Regions from separate parts of the Sus scrofa genome. Here region 1 is linked to region 2. A link is a contact called in public Hi-C data. All regions are on one chromosome and are shown on one strand. The core of a region is the stretch at or near the end of the contact, and the rest is flanking DNA. Distances in the headings are between cores, read along the strand shown.

The links. Hi-C and Micro-C count contacts between places; a contact is called where the count stands out from the background.
Region 1: a contact with region 2 is called in a Hi-C map of liver, with 2.6 times the contacts expected there. The contact joins the enhancer-like site here to the promoter of ANKRD11 in region 2. A contact is called at or near these places in 1 of 5 promoter capture datasets (fetal liver), 5 of 47 Hi-C or Micro-C datasets (embryonic fibroblasts, epiblast stem cells and liver) and 2 of 2 datasets of contacts at active chromatin or transcription factors (alveolar macrophages and skeletal muscle).

Annotation. Positions count from the first base shown.
Region 1 is chr6:531,292-537,906 of Sscrofa11.1, reverse strand. The region is part of intron 2 of ANKRD11 (ankyrin repeat domain-containing protein 11); the gene reads right to left. Among named protein-coding and RNA genes, the nearest start is that of ANKRD11, 79 kb to the right of the region's middle. Within about 2 kb of position 2,161, at least 7 of the 83 cell types and tissues checked have an H3K27ac peak or open chromatin away from gene starts, as enhancers often do. A contact at or near this core is called in alveolar macrophages and liver, where this site is marked.
Region 2 is chr6:451,989-458,565 of Sscrofa11.1, reverse strand. It overlaps ANKRD11 (ankyrin repeat domain-containing protein 11), which reads right to left and starts at 2,710. Exons shown (of 14, transcript XM_021097042.1): 1 at 2,449-2,710.

The DNA.
Region 1 (6,615 bases), core at 912-3,411, 80 kb before region 2:
AAACCCTGCTGGGGCCGCGGGGAGCACGTCCTCCCCGTGCAGTCCCAGGGTCACGGGCGCCAGAACCACCCTCGGGTCCATCATGTCCCCATGGGCTGTCTGCAGGGCCCCCAAACCCGACGGCCAAGCGCAGAGGGCAGAGCTTCATTTTAACCCACCTGACGGAAGGACAGGAACCACTTGGAGCAACTGACTGACTTTAAAACCTTAAGGAACACAGTCACACAAGGTAACAGTGACTAGTTTTGTCCTATTTGCTGGCAAAGGAAGCCAAGAGGCTGCCACACGGTCTTCCCTTCTCCTCAGATCAGAGCTGTTTGAATGAAGCCCTTGCTGATCAAAAACGGTAGCGCCGGACTTCGGATGAACAGTTTGCCTATTTTTAATGTGAGTCAAAAAGAAAACCCACACGGCAAGGCTTTCTATAAGCATAATGACTGAATACAACACGAAGGCATGGGAGCTCCTGCTGACCCGGGAGCTCTGCAGCGGCCAAGGAGCTGGTTCGATCCCAGACACAGCGCAGCAGGTAGAGGATCCGGCACTGCCACAGCTATGGCGTCGGTCACAACCGCAGCTCGGGTTCAATCCCCGGCCCAGGAACTTCCATGTTCTGAGGACGTGGCCATTAAAAAAAAAAAAAAGAAAAAAAGAAGAAAAAAGGAGAGAAGAAGGAAAGTGAGAGCCTTGACAGCACAGACGACGTCAAGCCGAACAAGCACCGCCGTCTCTTCAGGCGCGGTGATCCCGGCTGTGCAGCAGGGACCTGGCAGACACCCCTCCTCCAGGCCGCTGAGCTTGGACACCAGGAGTCCCGGCAACGGCTGCACATAACCGGGTGTGACGCGAAGGCCCTTCACCTCTGGGGCCCCCTCCCTCCAGCACCAAAACCCCTTCCCTGCTGGCCTGCTGGCCTCCAGATCCACCGCGGCTGCCGAAAACAGCAGCCCGAGGGGACGGGACAGCTCAGTGCAACGGGGTGTGTGGGGGGCGGGGGTGCCTGGGACAGAAGCGGGACCCCAGGCAAGGACGCCGTGAGGCCCCGCAGAGTCCGAGTGAGAAGTACAGAGCGTGGAGCTGCGGGCTGGGCCGCGGGGGAGCGCCCACCACACAACACTGCCCCCAAGGACACGGCCACCAGAGAGGCCGTGGGGAGCTGTCAGCCCGAGGGAGGCAGCCGAAGGGGCAGCGCAAGCCACAAGGGGCCGCAGCCGGTGCGAGGCGACAGCACGAGGCGGGAAGGGAGGCGGCAGGCAGGGCCGCTGGGGAGCAGAGGAGGCCTCCGCACTCGGCCACCCGCCCCGCGGGCGCCTGGTGTGAGCGGCCGTCAAAGGGGCGCCTGCGGGACGGGGCTTTGCACAAAGCGCCCCCCAGCTGTGGGCTGCCCGCAGGCGACCCTCCGGGCAGGAAAGACAGGACGGAGGGCCCGGAAGACGCAGGAGGATCCGCAGGCTGTTGCCGGCCCCAGAGAGCCGCTACGGGCACAGTGCAGACTGTGGTCAGCGGTGGGACACCAGGTTGCCGTGTTCCCGTCGAGGCGCAGCGGCAACGACCCCAAGGATCCATGAGGACGCACTTCCATCCCTGGCCCCGCTCAGCGGGTTAAGGATCCGGCGTGGCCGTGAGCTCTGTGGGGGAGGCCGGCAGCGGCAGCGGCAGCTCTGATTCCACCCCTAGCCTGGGAACCTCCATATGCCATGGGTGCAGCCCTAAAAAGCAAAAAAAAGGGGGGTGGGGTGGGGGCAGAGTCTCAAACAAAACTGAGCTCCAGGACACAACAAAGGAAAGCTCCCTGATGGCGCAGCGGGTGAAGCATCCGGCATGGTCACTGCTGTGGCTCAGGTTCCATCTCTGGCACGGGAACGCCACATGCCACAGGGGCAGCCAGAGAAACAAACATCCGTGCAAAGTGACAGACCTGCACAGAGAGGCACAGAAACCACCCTCCAGAGGCTTCGATGGCTCTCCCTGAAAACTGACGGCACAGACGCATGGAAACCTGGGAGCTGCTTGGGGGCCGTGAAGAGACCCATCACCCGGACGGTGGAGTTTCAGGGAGACTCCCTCCTTCCCACTGCTCCTCGGGTTTCCCACACTGGGTGGGAAGAGGAAATCAGGAAAATACCGTCAGAGTCCCCTTGTGGCGCAACAGGTTCAGGGTCCAGCACTGTCACTGCAGCAGCTTGGGCTGTGGCTCGGGTTCAATCCCTGTCATGGGACGTTCCACATGCCCCAGGGGCAGCCAAAGAAAAAAAAAAGAGGAAAGAACAATAATGCGTATTTCTTTCTTTCTCTCCCGGTCCACTTTCTAAGCAAAAGGGGAGCAGGGAAGAAGCAAGCAGGGCTCAGGGGCCCGATCCCAGTTCAGGAAACAGCCCCTGCACACTAAGCCGGGCAGGCGACACCACAACAGCCTGACCCAACCACGCCCCAGAAGGGGTGAGAGGACAGGCTTGTCCACAACCCTACGACATAAACAAGCTCAGCGGCTGCCCACCCAGGGCTGCAACGAGCCCAGAGCCAGGGCCTCCAAACCTCCCAACTCCTGGAACAGAAAATGTCCCAGGGCCCTCTCTCCTCAACAGGACGTAGGAGCACTGCCAACAGATTTTAAACAACTCCCTTAGCAAAGAAGGAACACGGCCATGGGGGAGCCTGCGCTGCATCCCCACTCATGACCGTGCCTGTCACCTAAAACAAGCACAGGGTCCCCCTGCACCCGATTCAACAAGGGCACCTGGGTATCAACGTGTTCCTTCCCTGGCCCCCAACTCATAAAAAAGCCTCAAAGCAAGCAGTTCAGAAAATGCGCAGGACCTACTGTGAAGAACTGCGAGGCGAGACCCCAAAGCCCCAGGTGGACAGAGACCATCACATGGTGCTGCCCCCACCCCCACCCCCACCCCCGGGCAGGCGAGTGTCACAGGAAAGAGGGCTGAGAGTGGAACAACCCATGTGGGCCTGAGAAAATGAAAAACACGGGTGTCAGCTGCATTGGGCAAGGGCCGCCCCCAAAAGATCTGAAGCAGCCCCTACAGAGCCATGGTGGCTGCAGCTGAGTTCCCTCCACTCCACTGCCACCACTCAGGCACACGGCTGCTTGGGAGAGGTCCGGAATCCACAGGCAGACCCAGGGTGGGAGACAGGGCTGCCCGGGCCAGCCCTCCCCGCAGCCTCCAGGTGGGCGGGGATGCCGCCCTGGACCGCACCGCTTCACACGCCCCCAGGCTGCCACGTCACAGGAAGCAGGGGAAGCGGCTGACACAAAGCAAAGACCCGTTTCAAGCTGAAGCAAACGAGAACTGATGGTCTGAAGAGTCAGACACAGGCCCCCACCGACCTATCGGGAAAGGTCCCGCGTCCTTATGCCTCCCTGAAAAGGATCAGCTCCATCACCACTGGAAACTCGGGGTCTCGTCACATTTTAATTCAGAAAGAAAAAAGTAAAGGTTGAGTTTACAGCACTCTGTAACTCTAAAAAGTTCTCCAAACCAGCAACTGTGTATCAGTATACTTCTAGTCACCACAATCCAGATCATCTTCAAAGATCTGCAAGATTTGCAGTTTCCGTCATGGCTCAGTGATCAACGAATCCAACTAGGAACCATGAGGTTGCGGGTTCGATCCCTGCCCTTGCTCAGTGGGTTAAGAATCGGGCATTGCCGTGAGCTGTGGTGTAGGTTGCAGACGCGGCTCGGATCCCGCGTTGCTGTGGCTCTGGCGTAGACCAGTGGCTACAGCTCCAATTAGACCCCTAGCCTGGGAATCTCCACATGCCATGGGATCAGCCCTAGAAAAGGCAAATAAATAAATATATAAATAAGATCTGCAAAATTTAGAAAAACAGAGACAAATTTTTAGGAGTTCCCACTGTGGCTCAGCAGTATGAACCCAATTAGTCTCCATGAGGTTGTGGGTTCGATCCCTGGCCTTGCTCAGTGGGTTAAGGACCCTGCATTGCCGTGAGCTGTGGTGTAGGTCACAGGCTCAGCTCGGATCTGGCGTTGCTGTGGCTGTAGTGTAGGCCAGCAGCTGTAGCTCCGATGAGACCCTTAGCCTGGGAACTTCCATTTGCCGTGGGTATGGCCAAAAAAGACCGGGGGAAAAAAAAAAAGGACAAATTTTTAGATCAGGTGATGAGGCTGAACTACAAAAAACAAAACTAAATTGAGTCAAGAGAAAGTAACATGAATCAAATGATCCAAGAGCATCAGGGTCTAAAACACCAGACGGGAGTTCCCGTCGTGGCGCAGTGGTTAACGAATCCGACTAGGAACCATGAGGTTGCGGGTTCGGTCCCTGCCCTTGCTCAGTGGGTTAACGATCCGGCGTTGCCGTGAGCTGTGGTGTAGGTTGCAGACGCGGCTCGGATCCTGCGTTGCTGTGCCTCTGGCATAGGCCGGTGGCTACAGCTCCGATTCAACCCCTAGCCTGGGAACCTCCATATGCCACGGGAGCGGCCCAAGAAATAGCAACAACAACAACAACAACAAAAGACAAAAAAAAAAAAAAAAAAAAAAAAAAAAAAAAAAAAAAAAAAAAAAACACCAGACGCACAGTCAGTTCTGAAACAGCTTCTCTTTGGGTGTGTGTGTTTGTTTAATACAGAGTTCCCAGGCCAGGAATCAGATCCAAGCCACAGTTGGGTCTGCAGCTGTGGCAACACCAGATCCTTAACCCACTGTGCCAGGCCGGGGATCAAACCTGCGTCCTGGTGCTTCAGAGACGCCACTGATCCCATCACGCTACAGTGGGAATTCCTGAGACAGCTCCTTAAGAGGGAGAAAACAGGATGAGCCCAGAGGAGGGCTGGCCTCTCCCAGGAGCAGAGCCCCGGGGGCGGTGGTCCAGGCCGGCCGGCCTGTGCTGCAGTGCCTTCCACCGGTGGCCTGAGAGCCGAGGAAGGGGAGCGGCCCGGTGAGCAATAGCCCTACGGGGGGGTGGGGGGGGGTGGTGACACCTCCCCAGGGACTGTGTGGGCGCTGCGGACAAATGTGCCCACACTCGCGAGCTTCCCCAAGGCTGGGAGATTCCGAGGGACGGATGAGCCCCGAGGCCACCGTGCTGGGGTCAAGCTCATTGCTGCAAGGGCTCGAAGGCTGAGGACAGCTGTTCACCAAGCGCCCGAGGACCTCCGGGGACCTGCAGCCCTTCAGCACCATTTTTCACAGCAACACTGTCTTCTCAGCTCAGGTGACGGCAGCACCGCTGACACAGAGCTGATGGTCCCGTTTGCTTCAGAATCTCGGTGAAGCCACAGTCATTACTGGCATTAAACACCCAGCCCTTCCAGACCTGTCTTTTTCACATCCTAGGTGACAAAATGCCAAGCGGACATGCAGCCTCCCTGCTGTGTCTCCAGCAAAAGCACTTTTTCAGGGCACAGAGTCTGATGTGGGGGAACGGCTGATAAACAAACCCTAGTCACACAGACAGGAGTATTTGGCAGACTGCTTCTGGAAAATGACCAAAATGACACTCGGACTCGGAGGAGAACCGCCTGATGTACTACTGCCCATGCTGATTCACCACCCAGGCGAAAACTCAAGCATCCGGTCACATATAACCACTGGGCAAACCCCACGGCCAGGCAGCTTCTGAGGGCTTTCAGGCCCTTCTGACGAGAGGGGCAGCAACAGAAACAAGACGAAAAATCAATCACATCAGCTTCCGGGAGCACGAACTCACTGAGCCCATGGCAGCAGATCAGTCACCCAGCCCGGTGCCCCCAGATCCCGAGCTGAGGAGGAGCAGCGCGTGGCCGAGGGCAGGACCCACCCTGCCCCTGACCTGAGCAGGACCTTTTGCTGGGTTTTGGTGTCTTATCAAATACAAACTCCAAAATCACACCAAAAAGCAATTCAAATGTTCTTCCCTGTTCCAACGACATGTTTTTGGTATACTTTAGCCAGAGCACCCCATGACATATGTGCTACTTAGAGTAACGGGCAAGGGGTTTATTATTCCCACTTTCAAATGAAGTGAGTAGGAGTTCCCGTCGTGGCTCAGTGGTTAGCGAACCCGACTAGGAACCATGAGGTTGCGGGTTTGATCCCTGGCCTTGGTCAGTGGGTTAAGGATCTGGCGTTGCCATGAGCTGTGGTGTAGGTCGCAGACGCGGCTCAGATCCCGCGTTGCTGTGGTTCTGGTGTAGGCTGGTGGCTACGGCTCCGATTCGACCCCTAGCCTGGGAACCTCCATATGTTGCGGGAGCAGCCCAAGAAAAGACAAAAAGCCAAAAAAAAAACAAAAAAAAAAAAAACAAATGAAGTGCTGACAGTTCTCTGGGTGCCCCCTACTTCTACAACACGGTGAGTTCCCCAGGGGGCAGGCTCCCTAAGGGATGGCCACTCCAGCCCCCCACCCCCACCAAAGACAAGCCCTTAACTCGAGTGTCCCACTCCCTGGCCCCCACCGAAAACAGTGGCAGCTAGGCGAGAAGAGAGCCAAGACCAACACACACAAAACCTGGCAGCCTCTCAAAAAGCACCGGCCCATCTCCCTGGTGACAGCAGACGCCCGGGACGGGGCCTGCATTGCTTGGTGTCAGGAGCTCGGAGGGGCCGGGAGCAGGGAGGCGGGTCTGTCTGCTGTTCCGTCACCTCGACCCTGGTG
Region 2 (6,577 bases), core at 1,461-3,960:
AACCTTACTACATCAAATGTGCTTAAAAACCCAAGGCACCCAAAGCTTCCTGAAAAATACTCCCAAATACAAATAGCACAGTTTCTTAACGCTATTTGTAGAAAGTTCTACTTGTCACTGTATCAACACTGTAATTAGAGCTAACATGACAGCCACTAGTCACAAGCAGCCCATCTGGTTTGGAGAGATGAAAGGCCTGCTGGTGCAGTGTGATTATCACCGCTGGTCCAGAGGGTCCTGAGAAAAACATTCAAAATTGGAAACACAAAGGTACAACTTCAAATGAGGAATTTAAAACTATGCAACACCTTTAAAAAAATTTTTTTCTGGTCAGTTTTGTTATGTATATTTTCCCACAATACAAAAAAAATTAGAAGAAAACCTTGCAAAGTTTCAAATTTAGGTCAAATTTGACACTATCTTTGGGGTAGCTTTTTAACTAACTCAAGAGGCATGCACGAAGAACACAGGAAAATGTCTCAGCAACTCGGTCTTTTGTTTCCTCATTAGAGCCAGCCCATCAAAGGAGAGCCTGCTCCAGAGCGTGACACCACAGAGCGCAGACGACAGCTGAAGGGAGGGCGGGGGACCAGGGGTCACTATCTAAGTTGAGCAAGATGTGTGCCCTTTTTCTTCTCTAACCCCGGTTTCAAAGTGATTGCCGAGCACTTTTGCAATCATCCTCCAAAAGCACAAACAGAACTCCAGGTCTTCCAGGACAGCACCACTCAGTAAGGGAGACCACGATCCCAAAGGCATGCAGTGCACGGTCTCAGGGGCTCTGATTTAGAAGCATCCAAGTTATGCCATTGACTGGGTTTGCACAAAGCAAAAATAGTAACTGTTTCAAGGGCACTTTTTCCACGAGCAGTATCATCTTACATCTTTTAGCTGAGTGCACTTCATCACCCCCAAAAGGATCAAAATAGTCTAAGTTTTACAACAACAACTGTGCACACATTCACTCCTCACTGGAAAAGGAATGTTAAGGACGTCCATCAAATCACTTGGGAAACCCTCTCACCCTGTGAGGAAGCCTGCAAGTCGAACTCTCTACCGAAAAATGGGCAAAGCCACCCTGCTCCTGCAAACAAACATAAAATTTCTGAAAACCTCTAGAAACAATGAAACCATGCTGCATCTAAACTGTTAGAAAGAAAATGCTTTTGAAAGCACAGGGTCCTCTTAGGCCAGCTTAATCTTCCAAAGCTGCTTCCAAAACTTTGGAAGCTGGACTACAAAACTAGCTTTCAAAACCCCAACGAAAGCAGAAAACCTTGATGGGGGACCAAGAAAAGAGCAGACCTCAAAAACATGAAGACTCCCCCCAAAACGGCAGAGATAAAAGATTTAACAACACAATCCCTCTTTAAGAGGGAATTGAATCCATGTGGCAGAGCCAACCTTACATATACATACATACACACACACACATACACACACACACACATACACACACACACACACACACACACACACACAGCTACCGCCCTGCCAGGGGATGATGAAATGAGGAACGGAAATTAACATTTCAGGCAACGTCTCACATTGTTCCTTGAGGCCAAGGGCTGCTGTTGCAGCCGCCGCCGCTTCCCTCCCCCCCCCGCCCCCCAGTCCCGCCTACCCTCCCCCCGAAACACCCCCGCGCCGCTGCCCCGCATTCCTGCCCCTCCGCGGGCCCACGCGCCTCCTGCGGCCCTAAAGCCCCCTCTCCCTCCAGGGCCCCGGCTCGCCCGCCCCCTCCGGCTCAGAGCCCAAAGCCGCCTGCTCCCATTTCAAAACAGCGATAATAATAGGGACGCTGGGAATAACAACTACGGCCCGCACCGCGAAGGCGCCCCTCCCGCGGGTCAGAGGTCTGCGGCCCGCTCCCCAGGTGCCCGGGGCCCCCTGCAGCCCCCCTGTCGGCCCCTCGAGGCGGCCCGGCCGCCCCGCCAAGGCCCCCTCGGAGCCCACCCTCTGCCCCTCCCGGCTGCCTAAGGACCCCCGGGTCCCCGGGCCCACCCGGAGCGCCCCGTCGGCCTCTCGAGCTCCCCAGACTCGCCCCAAGCCCACCCTCTGCCTCTCAAGGTTGTCCTGGGACCACCGTAGGCCCCCCCGGGTCCCCGGGCCCGCCCGGAGCCCCCAGTCAGGCCTCCGGGCCCCCCAGACCCACCCGCAGCCCCCCAGGCCCACCCGCAGCCCCCCAGGCCCCCAAGGCCAGCCTGGAGCCCCCCGGCGGCCCCAGGCTCCCAAGCCCGCCCGAAGTCAGCCGTCGGCCGTTTCGACTGCCCCCCAGGCCTTCAGGCCCGCCCGGAGCCCCATCGGCCCGTCAGGGCTGCCTGGGACCCCGGCCCCCAGACCCGCCGAGCCTGCAGCGCAGCTCCGCCCGGCGCGGGAGGCCTGCAGGCCGCGAAGCCGCCCCACGCCCCGCGCTCGTCCCGACCCCCGCGCGATCTCGGCTCTCACCGGTTCAGGCTCCGGCTCCGGCCCGCGGCTCAGGGGCGGCGCGCGGGCGAGGCCATGCAGCCCCGGCCCGTCCCCGGCCCGCGGCCCGAGCGGGAAGGCAGCGCGGGCTCCGAGCTCTGGCGCGGCGGCGAGGCGGCGGAGGCGAGTCCGCCCTCGGGCGGCGCCGTGGCGGTTGGGCGCTCACTGAGGGGGCGTCGGGCCGCGCGCTCGGCGACGCCTCCCCGCCTGGGGCCCTCGCTCCATCGCGCTCCGGCTCGGGCGGCCTCTGGCTCCGGGACCCGGCGGCGGCTGCGACGGCGCAGGCCGCATGAGACGCTGCCGCCCATTGGCCCGCCGTATCCGCCACCGCCATTGGCCCGCCGCAGTCGGGCTCAGGGCTGCGCACGTCACGGCGTCGGGGAGGAAGTGCGCGCGGGGCCAAGGGAGACGGCAAGATTGACAGCTTCTGGGACAGGCCGGGGCGGGACCAGAAGGAAGTCCCGGGACGGATTGGACAAGGTCGTACGACCAGGCGCACGGGACGCCGGGAGCAAGCAGCTTGAATTGGCTACCTGCATCGCGGAGGGGCGGGCCTTTGGTTCTCCGACGTGACGATTGGCCTTTCCAAGTGCCGGAAGCGGCAAGGGGAGCCGTCCAAAGTGGGTCTGGCGCGGAAGGCGCTGCAAGACAAGAACCGCGGTATCCACTAGGAGGTCAGCGGGGATTGGCCTGTAGTGCTCTGTCTGCTCACAGCAACTCGGTCTTGCTCTGGCTGCACCTGCTGCTAGACTAGGGGTGTTCCGCCGCCGGCCGCAGACCGACTCACCTCTCAGACCTCTTTTTTTTTTTTTGTCTTTTTTTTGACGTTTCTAAGGCCGCTCTCCAGGCATATGGAGGTTCCCACGCTAGGAGTCTAATCGGAGCTGTTAGTTAGCCGCTGGCCTACGCCACAGCCACAGCGACACGGGATCCGAGCCGCGTCTGCGACCTACACCACAGCTCACGGCAATGCCGGATCCTTAACCCACTGAGCAAGGCCATGGATCGAACCCGCAACCTCACGGCTCCTAGTCGGATTCGTTAACCGCTGCGCCACGACGGGAATTCCTCAGACCTCTTTCTTAAGGAGCAAATGGGAGACCCAGACGGTGCCCTCTCCTGGGGCCACGTCGGGACTGGACCAGGCTCTCACGCCTCTAGGCAGCTGGGTTTTGCCCTTCCCGTCCACAACCCACAGCTTCCCTAGGTGAAGGGACTCCCGACAGTTACAGCCAACCTGTGGGCCGACAAGCCTGTCTAAGATGTCCCAGGGATTGCTATATTTGCCATTGTAAGAATTAGCCAGTAGCAATCTCAGACTCCACCTGCTGTGCCAATCTCGATGGGAGGGAACTAAGAATTGGCATTTTTTATTTTGGTCCCTGATAATACTCATCCTTGGGAACATTTGAAAAACACTGACCTCAACCACATAGGGAATTTAAAGTAGGAAATATGAATACGGATGCAAGTGGCCTTGAAATAATCTGAAGTCATACTAAGACCAAAGAAAAGTGAAGTTCCACAGAAGCAGAATGGGTAGGAATACAGAGTAAAGACGTGCAGGCTAAAGGAAAAAGTTGTGCCCTTTAATACATTAATTCAAAAATATTGGGAGTTGGAGTTCCCATCGTGGCTCAGTGGTTAACGAATCTGACTAGGAACCATGAGGTTTCGGGTTCAATCCCTGGCCTTGCTCAGTGGGTTAAGGATCCAGCGTTGCTGTGAGCTGTGGTGTAGGCTGCAGACGCGGCTCAGATCCCGCGTTGCTGTGGCCAGCAGCTACAGCTCCGATTAGACCCCTAGGCTGGGAACCTCCATGTGCCACGGGAGTGGCCCAAGAAAATGGCACAAAGAAAAAAATTGGGAGTTTTCGGGAGTTCCCCTTGTGGCTCAGTGGTAACCAACCTGGCTAGCAACCAGGCAAACGCGGGATCAACCCCTGGCCTTGCTCAATGACTCAGTGGGTTAAGTGTCCGGCATTGCTGCAGTGAGCTGTGGTGTAGGTCACAGACTGGGCTCGGTCCCTGTGGCGTAGGCTGACAACTGCAGCTCCATTAGGACCCCTAACCTGGGAACTTCGATGTGCCCTAAGTGAGGCCCTAAAAAGCAAAAAATAAATAAATAGGGGGAGTTCCCGTCGTGGCGCAGTGGTTGACGAATCTGACTAGGAACCAAGAGATTGTGGGTTCAGTTCCTGCCCTTGCTCAGTGGGTTAAGGATCCGGCGTTGCCGTGAGCTGTGGTGTAGGTTGCAGACGCAGCTCGGATCGCGCGTGGCTGTGGCTGTGGCGTAGGCTGGTGGCTACAGCTCCGATTGGACCCCTAGCCTGGGAACCTCCATATGCCACGGGAGCAGCCCAAGAAATAGCAAAAAATAAAAATAAAATAAAATAAATAAATAAATAGAGGTTAGAGTTTCCATGTGGCACAGTGGACTAGTGATCTGGCTTATCTCTGTGGAGGCACTGGTTAGATCCCCGACCTGGCACAGTGGGTTATGCACCCGGCATCACAGGAAGCTGTGGCATAGGTCACTGCTCCTGCTGGTACTCAATCCCTGGCCCAGGAACGTCCATATGCTATGGGCGTGGCAGGCAGGGAGAGGGAAATGTTTATGGCGCGCCTGCTCTGGGCCAGGCAGTAAAGCAGACACTGGGAACAAACAGGAACAGCGGGTCTCGTCTCTACCAGCGCGTGATTTCTCAATAGGCAGGGAAAACACACAGTCATCAAAGAGCCATAAAAGTAGCTAGTTACAGACTGTGATGAGTGCTTTGAGAGAGAAACATAGGGAGTTATGAAAGAAAACACATCTAGGAGTTCCCTCGTGACTCAGCAAGTTAAGGAGCTAGCATTTTCACTTCTGTGGCGCAGGTGCAATCTCTGGCCTGGGAACTTATGCATGCCGTGGGCATGGCCAAAAAAGTAAATAAAATAAAATAAAATACTGAATTTCAAAGACCTAGTACAAAGAAGAAAAGAACATAGGGAGCTCTCGTCATGGCTCAGCAGAAACTGGTCTGCCTAGTATCCATGAGGATGCAGGTTTGATCCCTGGCCTCCCTCAGTGGGTCAAGGATCCTGTGTTGCCGTGAGCTGTGGTGTAGGTCACAGACATGGCTCGGATCTGACGTTGCTGTGGCTGTGGTGTAGGCTGGTGGCTACAGCTCCTATTTGACCCCTAGCCTGGGAACCTCCATATCCCACGGGTGCAGCCCTAAAAAGGAAAAAAAAAAGAAGAAGAAAAGAACATAAAACGTTTAAATCTAATTTTTTTTAATTTTACTAAGTGTGGAAATGATAGCATTTCAGTTAATTGCACTAGGATTTTTGCTTTTTTTTTTTTTTTTTTTTTTTTTTTGCTTTTTAGGGCCTGTGCCACAGCACACAGCAATGTCAAATCCCCGATCCACTGAGGGAGGCCAGGGATCGAACCCACATCCTTGTGGATATTAATCGGATTCGATTCTGCTGCACCACAGCAGGAACTCCTTTTTTTTTCTTTGCTTCACCTTCAGCATATGAAGTTTCCTGGCCAGGTATCAAATCCAAGTTGCGGCCATGACTGTGACCACAGCTGTGGCAACAATGGATCCTTAACCCACTGGGCCATAGTGGGAAGTCCACAGCCAGCCACTAGGAAATTTTAAATGACACCCTGGCTGCATTTGATTTCTGTGGGACACGTGCTACATAAGGTGGAGAGAAGCACGGTGACTGCAAGGACACCACTCATTTATTCAGAACATATTGAGGGCTTTTGAGTGCCTACCTGGTGCCTGGCACCGTTCTAAGGCCTGCATTCAACCCGGGGTAGTGGGGAAAGGCTCGGATAGGGATAGGATGACCTCGCAGCTGACTGTCGGAGGGAGCAGGGCGGACAGGCTGATGAAGAGCTCCACAAGCACACCGCAGAGCTGGCACAAACGAGGTGAGGGCATTGTCTGGTGAAGGTCCCCTCACCGAGTCAGGAGTTCCCGTGTGGCTCAGCAGTCAACAAACCCAACTAGCATCCATAAGGACAAGGGTTCGATCCCTGGCCTCGCTCAGTGGGTTAAGGATCCAGCATTGCCATGAGCTGTGGTGTAGGTCACAGGGGCAGCTCAGAT